Linked DNA regions of Athene noctua: region 2 is linked to region 1. Evidence: chromatin contacts called from public Hi-C data. All regions are on one chromosome and are shown on one strand. Each heading gives the region's core, a stretch centred on a gene start, on an enhancer-like site or on the middle of the called end of the contact. The rest is flanking DNA. Distances are from core to core; before and after follow the strand shown. Region 1 holds the start of CIMIP5 (ciliary microtubule inner protein 5). Region 2 holds the start of PDIA6 (protein disulfide isomerase family A member 6).

Region 1 (6,031 bases), core at 229-2,728:
AACAAATGCAGCAGGATAAGCAGATTCCACAACAGAGTCAGCTATCGGATCAGGTTGGCAAACCTCATTTCTTTAGTTCATGATAATGCTTTGTGGATACATGACTTCTTTTGCTTTTTGGCTGAAAGAAATTAAAAACACTATTTAGGTTTCAATTATCTCAGAATACAAGCAAACAAACAAAAAGTCTACTAAAATTTCATGCCCAAAGCAAACACTGTGATTTGAGGTGGAGTTTATCTCTACTTTAGTTACACTACTGCAATCTTCAAAGTCAGAATAATTGTTCCAAATATAGAAATATTTCTTGCTCAAATATGCTACATGAAGTGTTTGGGTTGTTGTATAGTTGCAACTATTTTAAAAGAAATTATTTGCCAAATTCAGTATGTATTTCCCAATACTGCAAGCAAGGAAATTTGCCAAAAACCCTCTAAAAAAAGTAGATTCAGAGTTCATTAGCATTTACCAGGAAGATGAAGCAAGAGGCTAGAATTCATCTGGAGCTAATCCACACTATTCAAAAACAAGTCAGTCAAGAATTTCAGAGGAAATTTATACTTATACTCTTGTTTTCCTGCAAGGTCACAAATACTTGAGGAAGTGACTTCATACCACAAAAACCCAATAGGCTGACTGTAAAGACAAACACTGACATTCTGGACACTGTTTTGAAAATTCTCACTTTGTACACTAATAAACCTTTAAAGTTACTTAAAAACTACTTCTTATAGTTGCTTAATAACTTCTGCAGACTTTTGATGATCTCTGGATGCTTTTTTTTTTTTTTTTTTAAATCTGAAAGTAAGGATCTTTTGAAGCACAAATTCGTTGAAATACCTTATTTTAAACAAACAAGCTCTGCCCCAAATAGAGTTCAAGGCCCCAGCAGTTGTCCCATTGGGTCTCTGCTCCCTTCCTGGTGAATATTCACAAGTCAGACTCGTTTCCAATGGAGACAGTAAACACACCAGGGAAACCAGCAGCTCTCAGATTTTGCTTCTGCTACATAACCACAACAAAAGTCCTGCTGATATATTCAGCAGCAATCTCCACAGCACCCTTTGCTACTAAACCAGACTTTATTGTTCTGAGGATTTTGAATAGAAGGTGGTCTCAGCTGCAAGCAGCAGTAATCGCCTCATAAACTGAGAGTTTGCTGGTTACAGCTGGAGATTCAATGGTCTTCAGTAACAGTCATTTCTTACAAAATTGCTGTTACCATGAAAACTCCCTCAGCGTTCAAGCAAGGAAGCAACATAAAGCAGTAGGAAATGAGTGTTAAATAAGAGGGAAGTAAACGAGTGCTGAGCACTGCCTGTCAGTGCTGCCCTGCATGTCTGTTTTCTCAAAGCACTCCAAATCAGCAGCTAAAAAAATACATTAGGAGAGAAGGAACTTTGAAAGTGCAAACAACAGCAGGTTTAACTTTCCTAACAGTCACGATATAACTAACAATACTGGGGATACAGTAACTCTCAAAATGGACAAGTTGCGAAAGAGTTCTGGATTCAGGAGAAATACCTTGGTTAGGTCTTGGCAACCAGCAACCACACCTCTGGGGCAACCAGCCTCAGCTACATCTGTGTCTCTTGGCAGCACCAGACCGAGATCTGTCTTTGCACAACTGGCTACTCAGGCCTGGGCAGATGAGCAGGCAGCACTGCAGCAGGACCAGGTACAACAGGATAAGATCTGGAGAGAGTCTGTGGAGGCTGAACAGAGGGGAAGGAAAATCTGGTAAGTCACTTGCTGCAGTTCATTCCTCTTCTCCTCATCTTGACAATAGTACTGATGCTCCCTGAAAGTCTTAGGGCTTGACCCAAAGCCTACACTATCAAAAGAAATCTTCTTTGGTGGGGACTTTGCATCAGAAGTTAACACTTTTCTTTCTGAGATTATATTATCTCTGTTTTCCTTCACTGGACAAAATCTATGTTAATATCTCCTGGAATGCTGAAAAGAGATGCAAAGAACTGCATGCTAAGTATCTTTTAGCTTTATAGAGACTTCTACAACTCAGATATAAATGTGCCAACCTTTATAATTTATTGCAGACACACTGATACTATCACCTCTTCTCCGACTCTTGGAAATGACTGAAATGGAAGCTGAACAGAGTGTTCTGCCAAAATATGGTTTTGTATTCCCGATCTGTAAATCTGCTGAACATGCCCCATTGTTAGAATGTTTCAGCAGCCTGAACTGCATATATAAAACCTAAGTTTTGACTGTGTATGCACCAGTGACCTGAAGGAACCTGACATTAAGATCCTCTCTGTTTCTGTCACATATCTTGAAGAAGTGTTTATATTCATACTTCAGTACACAGCATGAGCATGCCTATTAGAAGACACTTGGTAAAAGTAAAATCAGATCCAGTTCCAACTGTGTACTAGCTAAGCTAAAGGAAAGGGAGAACATCACTCCCAGGATTTTTTAGAATGGGAGAAAAAAACATCTGAAAAGCCCTGTCCTCCTTATCCCTCTGGAGGACATACAAATCATAGCTCTGATTTCCCCAGAGACACATCTGCAGTCTTGTCTGGCTCCTTTTACCTGAAGGAAAGGCTGACGCCAGGACTCTGACTCATGCAAAGCCAGGGCCATGGTGGCAATGTTACTCTCTCCCAGTTGTGGACTCAGACTCTTCTCAAACAGGCCCAGTATGTTCCATACCCATTCTCTTCTTAAAGCAGCAGGAGGGACTCTGTGTCTCTGCCTGCCTCCTGGGGTTCACAGTCATGGATATTGGTGCAAACTCACCTTCATGGGAAAGTAAGATAACACATCACACAACTGATGCATGTCCTGCTCTCTAGTCTTAGCTACAAAGACAGAAACTCTTGTAAAAGGGTGAGACAGACATGTGAAGGACAGATGCCTAAAGATGGATTCATCAGATTACATCTGTACAGCTTGCAGAGAACTGTCCTTCAACTCCACATTCCCATCCAAACACAATGATGGGGAAAGGCTGCTACATGTTGGTGCTCTGACCTGAAGTGGATGTAGGTAAATGTCTGAGACCCAAGCATTTCTCGGTAATTAGCACCATCCAGTAACACTCAAATCTGGTATGTTCAAATAGTGGTTGGCATAGCAAGATAAAAAATTTTAAGACCTCTATGCTGTGTTGGTACACTAAGACAACTAGTGATAAACACAACAATCATAAATTAGCTTTTATTTGAACTTGGGGCATATTTGCACTTATTGGAGGAAAGCAGCACAGAAATCCAGTGCTCCTAACTCCATGTGGTACATGGCTGTGCTGTACTGATGAGCTCAACTTGGAAGGATGTACAACTTCAGCACTAGATCGATGAGGTTAGAGGCAGCACTCTACAGACACAGGTAACCAGCTCAGAGTCTACCCAGGTGTCCCTTGAGCCCCACTGCAAATACAGTTGTAGATAAATGTTTCCTCTCTTGACCTCACAGTACTTTTACAATAGCAGGTCAACTTTTGTTTTCTCCATTTCAGTCCAGAGAAAACAAAGGACAGAAAATCAAAGGACTTGCCCTGTAGTCCCATACCAGGTACAGAACAGAGCTGAAGAGCAAAACTCAGGTCTTCTAACTCAGTTTGCTCCTAGGACAGCTGCCTACCTGCACAAAATACTCCCATAGGTGTTTGCCTGCAGCAACTACAGCTCTGAGTATTCCTACCAGGGACTTCTGCTAGCAGAGTATCAGTCATTTAAAAAATAAGAAGCAGTGTTGCACTCAAGGTATGGGACAAAAGTTTGCTAGAGTGACTCAGGATTTTGCTAATTTATCTGCATTTGCACAAGGAATACACTGTGGACATGCTATCCTCATCCTCCTTTAGCAAAAATACCCCACTACTCCTCATGTAGTATAGGCTCTATATGGGAATAAAGAAAATCTTGGGCGTCATCACAGAAAAGACAGATTTCAGGACAAGGAGTTTGCAGGTGTAAGATCAAATTGAGCAGTTAAATAGGCATTCAAATATGACCAGCAGTAACTATTTTATTTAAAGACAGAAAATTTTACAGTGCATTTTTTGCTTCTATTCTAAGGCACCAGAACTGGAGTTTCCTAAAGGACTATGACCAAATGGTAAGTTTTGAACAAACATTCAACTGTAATCCAGGCTCTTTTTAGTTTTTGTCAACCTGAGCAAGGCTAATATTTCAAACTGAAGCATACTTAGGCATAAGCAATAAATGCTTTAAGACTAAAATCTTTCGGAAAAATAAAAGAGAACTGAAGTGCCTTTCATCTGCTACCTATGCCACAAAGAAATACAGCAGGTTCAATCTGTTTCAGTATTAACAACTCCATAGAAAGACAGGTGCTAGAAGAGCCAACTTCCTTGGAGAAAATCTGTAAGATAATGTCATCATGCTGAAATCCAAGCCACTTACTAAAAATGAAACTAAAAACCTTCCACATCACGACCATTCTAGAGCTGGCTAACTTCTGTCCCAGCTGACATTTTATGCAACACATCTGAAAATTATTAATTTCCCTTGTTGTCCTATTCCCATGTAAGGCAAAAGGAAAAAATAATAATTTTATTTCTTCAACACTTTTATGTACATTCAGTACGACGTTTTAAAATATATTCAAATTCTAATTTCAAAAGCACAAGTGCTGATATTATAATAATCTTGGTAGCTTTTATTTTTGTAACAAGCAATGGATGCAATTCTGAAAACTTAGTAATGGTCTTTGTTTCATCCAGGGTAAGAAAAAGGAGCAGAAGCCACTGCCAAACTATATGCCTGTGTTCTCAAGTGAAGTTCCCAACTCCACCAACCAGACTATTGGCAGTCGAATGAATACTGAACTTGGCAGGGCTCTGGTAAACATGGATTACTTCTTCAGCAGTGGAGCACGAAAGAGGAAACTCGAGGGTGAGCTTCAGCCTTCCTAGTGCTTCCATAAAAATATAACAGTAACAAAGCAAGTTGAATGGTTCTAGCCAAAAGACTCCACAGCATGTAAGAAAATTCCTCAGTCTTTTACTCAGAGAGATCAATACTACTGCCTAGCATAGATTTTCTTTCAAAAGCGTGTCCAACAATGCCGTAGAAGATAATCCTCTTCATATTTGGCGTGACCGGGCCATATACAGAGAGTTAGGACTACAGATCTCATCCATCTTTCCACACAAGTCTACAGTAAGGTTGCCATTAACATCAGAAAGATTAAGATTACAGCCCAAAGGCAATTTCTTCCTGAATTTTTATCTCCTGAAATAAACAATTAATGGAGACCCACTCAAGTAAGTCCCAACATAAACAACATACTTTCAGTTCTGAAAGTCAGCGCAATAAAATGCAGAAGCTTGCTGCATTTTTTGTAGTTAGTCAAGGATTCATCAGCCTCTGTCATCTGCATGTTTAAGCTTGCTCTAAAGAATAAAATTTAAAGCATGTGAGACATGTCCTGTGCTTTTTTCATCCCTCCCCGCTGAGGGAGGGCAGAGCAAATTTTTTTCACATTAGTTTTCGTTTTTGTTTCTTTAGATTTCCTGTTCTCAAATTCCCTTCTCTTTTTTTTCTTTTTTTTCTTTTTTTTTTATTTTTTTCTGGTTTAGCTGATGGAAACTTACTGACAACACAGCAGGCTTTCACTTCTTGCTCTGAGGGTGTGTTGGCTCAGCAACCTGTCTTACACTCTTAGGATCATCAACCTTGAATTTAACAGGTTCATAGTTCCTAAAACCAGCAGTTGCCCAGGGAAACCATCATCAAGCTAAATCAACAAAATACCAAAACCCTGTTCACTACTGCATCTTCATTACATAGGTGCAAACTTTATGACCTGTCACTCTGTAGGGAAAAAGCAGTAATCAGCAAAGCATGGAGAGTGTACATACAGTATCTGACTTTTGAACTGTATGTAGCTTCTGTAGGATCATGCTCAGTCCTAGGTGGACATCAGCAGAGAAGCCATTATCATTGCCTTGATACACCAGGCTGCAGTCTCTCACCAGACTAAGGTGGATGAGTGTATACTTATGCTTTGCAACTATGACTATTTATGATTAGAC
Region 2 (6,072 bases), core at 2,323-4,822, 280 kb before region 1:
CAACAGAAGGCCCCTTTCTACAGAACACAGATCTTGGGATAGCAGTAGCGCAGAGGACTTGTGCAAAGATGGAATCACCAGAATTTACATGGAAGAGACTCCATTCCTCTGGACATGAGCAGGATGGGAGATAGAGGTGCTAAATTAAGATCCACAAAAGCAGTATTTTTCAACGGAAACTGGAAATTCTAAGTGCAAACTCGATATGTGCTTTCACATCAGATTCAGGTTCAGAAAGACGGAAGTGAGGGGACTTCTCACATACTGCACTTTGATCAGCCACTTTTAATACTAATTTCGGCAGAAAAAAATTGAAGTAGTAAAATGGCATAAGGTTCTGCTATTAAACCCTAATTGTCAACTTGAAAAAATTTCTGCCTTTTTCCCTTGTGAGGATATTTAAAACAGAAATCCCAACTACTGCAATTTTGCTAGTCAGGAGGCCTTTAAGCTGATAACTGTACTGCCAACAACCAAATGAAACCATGGACTGATCAGCAGCAGATTCCTAGGCTGCTCCTCCATGATAAGAGCAAGCAAGTACATACACAGCTGTAATTCTTACCATGGGGCGTAGAACTCCACGAGCCACAGGCTCTCACTCTGAATGACTTCCTTGTTGAAGTTAGTTGGTGTTAGCTCTATCACGTCATCACTGGCTGAATATAAACCGTTAACTGCCAGGAATAACGTGCAGCTCACTGTGCCTACAACAAAAAGCAAAGCAATCAGCATTCCTGCAGAACATTTACGATTCTCCTGTTGCCATGGCTAAATCATCTCTCCATTCCCTGCAAGTTAGCAGGGGGGAAAAAAAAAAAAGGGGAGGGGGGGAAGGGATTCCAGTTTGACCAGGAAAAAAATAAAAGGAAATTAAGGTGAGATATATGCTTTCCCTCCTCACTTAAATCATGATTCCACAAAATCTTTATTTTCTGTGCCTAAAGTGAGCTGGAGTTATGCCACTCCTCCTGTGGCTCCCCAGAGAGCATTCTGTCAAAGCTACTACCCTAACTATTACTGGCACCAGACCAGAACTTCCACAGGGATCCCCATGATCAGCTAGGTTTTTTTCAGCTCTTTCTCGTACAAACTCCTAGGGTAAATGCCCACGCCTCTTGCACAGCAGGCACTCAAACACATCTTTCACAGGATCACATAATGCAGGACTGTCCCAACTAGTCTTAGTACAGTTACACTGATTTTAGGACCACCACTTGATGGACTGATAGTGTAAGAAGCTCCTTCGTTTTTGCTCATGAGGATCTTCGTCTATCATTGATTTATCTCTCTAGCAACAGACTGGAAGACAAAAGCTAAATCTCTCTGGTTAACAACTCAAGCACCCTTAGAAGGCTAAAATAAGAAAATCATTAAAAGGTAGAAGGAAATTGCGTTCTCTTAAGGACTTCATACTTCTGGTTACTTATGGATCTTAGTGCTTGAGCCTCTGCACATAAAACCTCGTAATCCTTCCTTCTACCTAGTCAGAGAGATTCAAAGATGACAAGCATCTCTGCAGCAAAACCCACATAGCAAAAAACTTTTCTTAATCCACCAAAGACTGGGGGGAGTAAGAGCTCAGACACTGAAGTCAGAACTGGGCAAAAAATAGTTACCTTTGCTGCAAGGGGTTAATAACTTGCATAGGAAACCACATGTTCCCTCTCAAGACCAAGCACAAGAAAGATACAGTTCAGTGATGCAGAAACTCTACAGCACATGGTACACACTGCACAGCATCACCTACGCATATCAATTCTGCTCAAGAAAAGCCAGTTTCATTACACCAATTCTGCAGGTGAGAAAATCTGACAGAACTAACATCTTCCAGGTTACTCAACCAGAGATCAGGACTGGACTGCCACACTGCAACCCAGCACCCCATCCACTGCACCACTCCCCCTCTTAACAGCTTCTTCTAGCCTTAGGATCCAACCCTTTTCTTCTGGGGTGATCCTAGTTGGTTTCTACCAACAGATTTACATATTACATTGGCTCTCTTCCTTCAGAAAGCCCACACACAAACAGCACTTCATCAGGACTGGAGAACCGACTTCCAAGGCAATCTGTGGCTGCCGCAGCATGTTACGGTGACCTACAGCAGCAGCTGCCACTGGGGTAGAGCAAGAAAATAAGGATGGAAAAAGCTATTTGAATGTTACAGGCACTCTCAAGAGAGATATTCTTCTCTACATGCAGTGAGACCACTAAATTGCAATCAGCCTATTTTGGCATCACTTGAAGAGATCTCTGGCAGATTACATTCACAAGCTGAACAGTGTTCACTCAGCCGTTCTAGTTTATACAAAATCACCTGCTATAGAGAACTCATGAAAGAAAGCACATGATGAAATTCACCTAGTCACATATTACTGCATTTTTAAAAACTCGAACTCATGAACTGGTGGCATAATTTTCCTTCCTGTAGTGAAATATTCAAGGTTTCATTCATCTTTAGCAAACAAAAAAGCCATTTTCCTACAAACATCTAAGCCAGGAAAATTTATATCTGTCCCTCATATTAAGGCAAAAAAAAAATAATCTCAGATAATCTGATTTCAAAAGTTGTTTTCTAATGCAACCAAATTACATAGACAGGAGCATTGTTAAACCAACTAAGGCAGCTCCATGCTGGTAGTACTAGTCACCACCGAAAAGCTAAGTTGTAACTCTCAGGATCCGTGAAAAAAAGCTTTTGCTACACGATGATAATGATTCTGTGAACCTTCTCCTTAAAATACCCACCCCTCCTGCAGCAGAGCTCTGTGTGCTGAAGCTCACACATCCCTGTACATAAGCCTTCCCCTTTCAACCCCGTGCAGTGTTAGCTGCACCTTCAGTATTTCTATAACAGGGTCCGAGCGGGACTACTTAACAGGTTTACCGATTTATTCAGCACAGAAGACCCAGCAGCAGGAGGAGGAGGGGAAGAGGAAGTATAGTTCCCCACGGACACCTCCTTTTGTCTTCAGCCATTACTTTCTTACTGCCCTTACAGCACTAGATTCCAGGTCAGGACAGCCAGGCAAGTAAACCACCCTTTACTGGAAATCAAAACTTTTTTTTTTTTTTTAAATTAGGGCGACAGATAAGCACCGTTTCCTGTTGTTGTTGCCGGGATCTTTAGGCCACCTACCTGCCCTCCGGTAACTCACAGAGCAACCGCGGGCGGTGCGCCCCGCGGCCCCCAGCCGGCACAGTGGCTCGGACCAGCAACGGCCAAGACACGACTGCGGGCGCTGCCCCCGCTCCACAAGTGACCCGCCCCGCCGCCGGCCACCCCGGAGCGAGGCCCGCACGGCCTAGAGCCCTCGCCCCTCCCCGAGCAGCAGACGGGCGCACGGCGGCTCCGATCCCGTCCCCGGCGCCCTCCCGCCGCCACCGGCCCGCACTCCCGGCGGAGCCCGGGAAGAGCGAAGCCGCGGCCGGCCCGCCGCCCCTCGGGCCGCCCCCGCGCCCCTCCGCAGCCGCGCCGCCCCCAGCCCGCGGCTCCTACCCCACCAGAGGCTGCCCGCCGCACGCGCCCCCATGGCTGCCCCTGCTCCCTCCGCCGCCGCTACTAGAGCCCGTCCGCCCCACCCCCGCCCCCGCGCCGCGCGTTCCCCGTCGTGGCCGCCGCCCATTGGCCGTGCCGGCGCTCGCGCACTGCGGCAGCCAATGGGGCGCGGCCGCGTCAGGTTGGCGGTGGGGCGCGGGCGGGCGGAAGCGGCGCTAGGGCGGGCCGGGCCGGGCCGGGAGCTGCCCAGGGCAGGAGGGCGGCGGAGGCCTGGTGCGTGGTGGGCGCCGTCAGCGGGCTGACCCGGGGAAAGAGCGCTCTCTCCCTTTGCCTCTAGCAGCTTCCCACAGCCGGAGTGCCCTCAGGCACCCCCCCGCCTCGCAGTGCTGGGGGGCGGGTGTGTGTCTGGGCCTTGAAGGGGAAGGAAGGAGGCCAGTGTTCTCTGTGGATTGGTGCCTGGGTGCTTTTGTACAGCCTGGAAGCGCGAAACAGAAGTCTCAAGGCCTTAATGGTCTAAAGGGTGTCACTGTGAAAAAGCGATGCAGGCATCTAGATCTGAAAAAAAAACTATTTGCAAATCACAAGGTTGCATGTAAATGTAGAAATTAGCCCAGCTGCATCTGCTGTAGGCCAGGGACGTGAAAGGAGGAGGAGGAGAGGGCTGGTGCGTGCTGATACAAGTGCTGTTAAGACATGGAAAACCTACTTAGATCTAACAGAGACTTGGAAAATTTGAGTCCAGCATCACAACGCATATTATGTAGGCAATTTTGTATGAAAAATCAGCATCCCAGTTCAAAAAGCTGGTCGTTTTCTCCCCTCCCCCCCCCCCCCCCCCCCCTTGTAATAATCGCTCATTGCAGGAGAGTATTAAGAGCTTGGGGCTGTGTTGTTGTTGGGCATATATCCAGACAAAGGCTTTTGCAGAGCTAAGATTCCATAATTGAGCTGTGAATTTTTTCATGTACTGTTAGTACTCAGTGTACTACTATTTTCTAGTAGTAGCTGGACTTAATGTACCATTGAAATAGAATTTTTCAGCAGTTGGATTTGAAATGGTATAAATTTTGCCCCCATTCACACACTCTTCACGCTCACAAGTAGCACTTGTCAAGTATTAATTGTCCTGCTTTTTAAAACGAGTATGAAATGGTTAACATGGTAGTGAGAACAAGCAGCCATTTTGACCCTCAATTTGTTTTAGAAATGGAGGACCAGGAATGCATGAAATAAAAGTTTTGATCAGAATGGCTACAAAATGCTGACATCTTGGCATTTCCTTCCATTAAAATGCAGCCTGCTGAGCAGGCAGGTTCAAATTTTGTTGTCATTCCTAGATATTAAGATAAAACATACCTCACCTCTTATTTTACTGACTCCTAAAGCAAACTGGAGTTACTTTGCAGACCATTCTTCCTAAGGGATGGAGTATTTCTCTTAAATTGCTTTTATGTTCCATCAGTATTATACATACAGTAAATATGACACCTTGGGGCACTACTGAGTGGTTAGTATGACATTAGCTCCAGGGAAAATCCTCAAAACCAGAAATAAAGATAGTTTTATGGCATGTAAATTGATGAGGGGGAGGAGTGGCTAATAGAAGGAACTGCATAGAGGTAGTGTGTGGAATGGCAGTGTTTAACGTTTCTATTGCACCAAGAAGCATGTGTTAAAGTACTTATTGACCAGTAAGAAGCTTTTAATACATATGTTTACTGACTTCCTAGTGACTTTCTACAGGAAGCAATTCTACATCAGGAGTAATTCAACATTTTTATGTGTGTTCTGGAAATACACATAAGATAATGCTGATAAAACCTGCACCAAGACAAATATTAGTAGAGTGATAAATAATGATGAAAACAGGGCAGCGCTACAGGGTATTTGATAAATGAGCTGCCTTCAGACAAAATGCATTTTGGGTTTGAATGAGTTTGCATGGGGCTTTACTACCTCAGTGAAGACAGTACTTGAATGGAGCCTCTGAAAGAGATTTAGATGCTGTTTGTCTGTTGCGGCATGAACTTCTGTGACATTACTGGCAAAAAATCTCATGTGACTCATGGCTACATAAAAAGGGAAATAATGGAAAGATACTTTGTCTGCAGAGGTCAACGAGGCAAGTTATTGAGTCTATATTTAAAAATGCATAGGTAATTGCAGGGGCAGGATTAGAAGGGACTTTGCAGATTTCCATGGTCTGCACACTGATACAGCATACATCATTCCGTGTAGGAGTCTGTGGGACCTCATGGATGTGTGCAGGGGAGCTGTCTGATACAAAACCTGAAATCAGTTACCAGAGAAAGGAAATACAGTGTTTGAAGAACACTTGTACAGAACAGGCAGCAAGAGGATTAATGTTATAAATGCGAGGAATATTCTTGTATTGCAGGGATCATGCCTGGTTCCTGCCCTGGCAGATGAGTAGGAGGAGTATGACGAACAGAGATTCTGGCTTTACAAGTTCTGGGTACTTTCTGACACCAAAACTGAGACATAGTTGAGTGTTCCTGGAATGCTGTTCACACTGAAGCAAGCTTCACCTGAAGGAGCATTTCTCATTTGTG

The links. A called contact is a pair of places that touch in the nucleus more often than the background predicts.
Region 2: a Hi-C map of liver shows a contact between it and region 1, with 5 times the contacts expected there. The contact joins the promoter of PDIA6 here to the promoter of CIMIP5 in region 1. A contact is called at or near these places in 2 of 2 Hi-C or Micro-C datasets (heart and liver).

What each region holds. Positions count from the first base shown.
Region 1 is chr1:17,329,367-17,335,397 of bAthNoc1.hap1.1, reverse strand. CIMIP5 (ciliary microtubule inner protein 5) reads left to right here and starts at 1,478. Exons shown (of 3, transcript XM_074922109.1): 1 at 1,478-1,740; 2 at 4,050-4,089; 3 at 4,718-4,909. The coding sequence starts at 1,484. The coding sequence ends at 4,909.
Region 2 is chr1:17,613,450-17,619,521 of bAthNoc1.hap1.1, reverse strand. It overlaps PDIA6 (protein disulfide isomerase family A member 6), which reads right to left and starts at 3,572. Exons shown (of 13, transcript XM_074895637.1): 1 at 3,500-3,572; 2 at 566-707. The coding sequence starts at 3,533.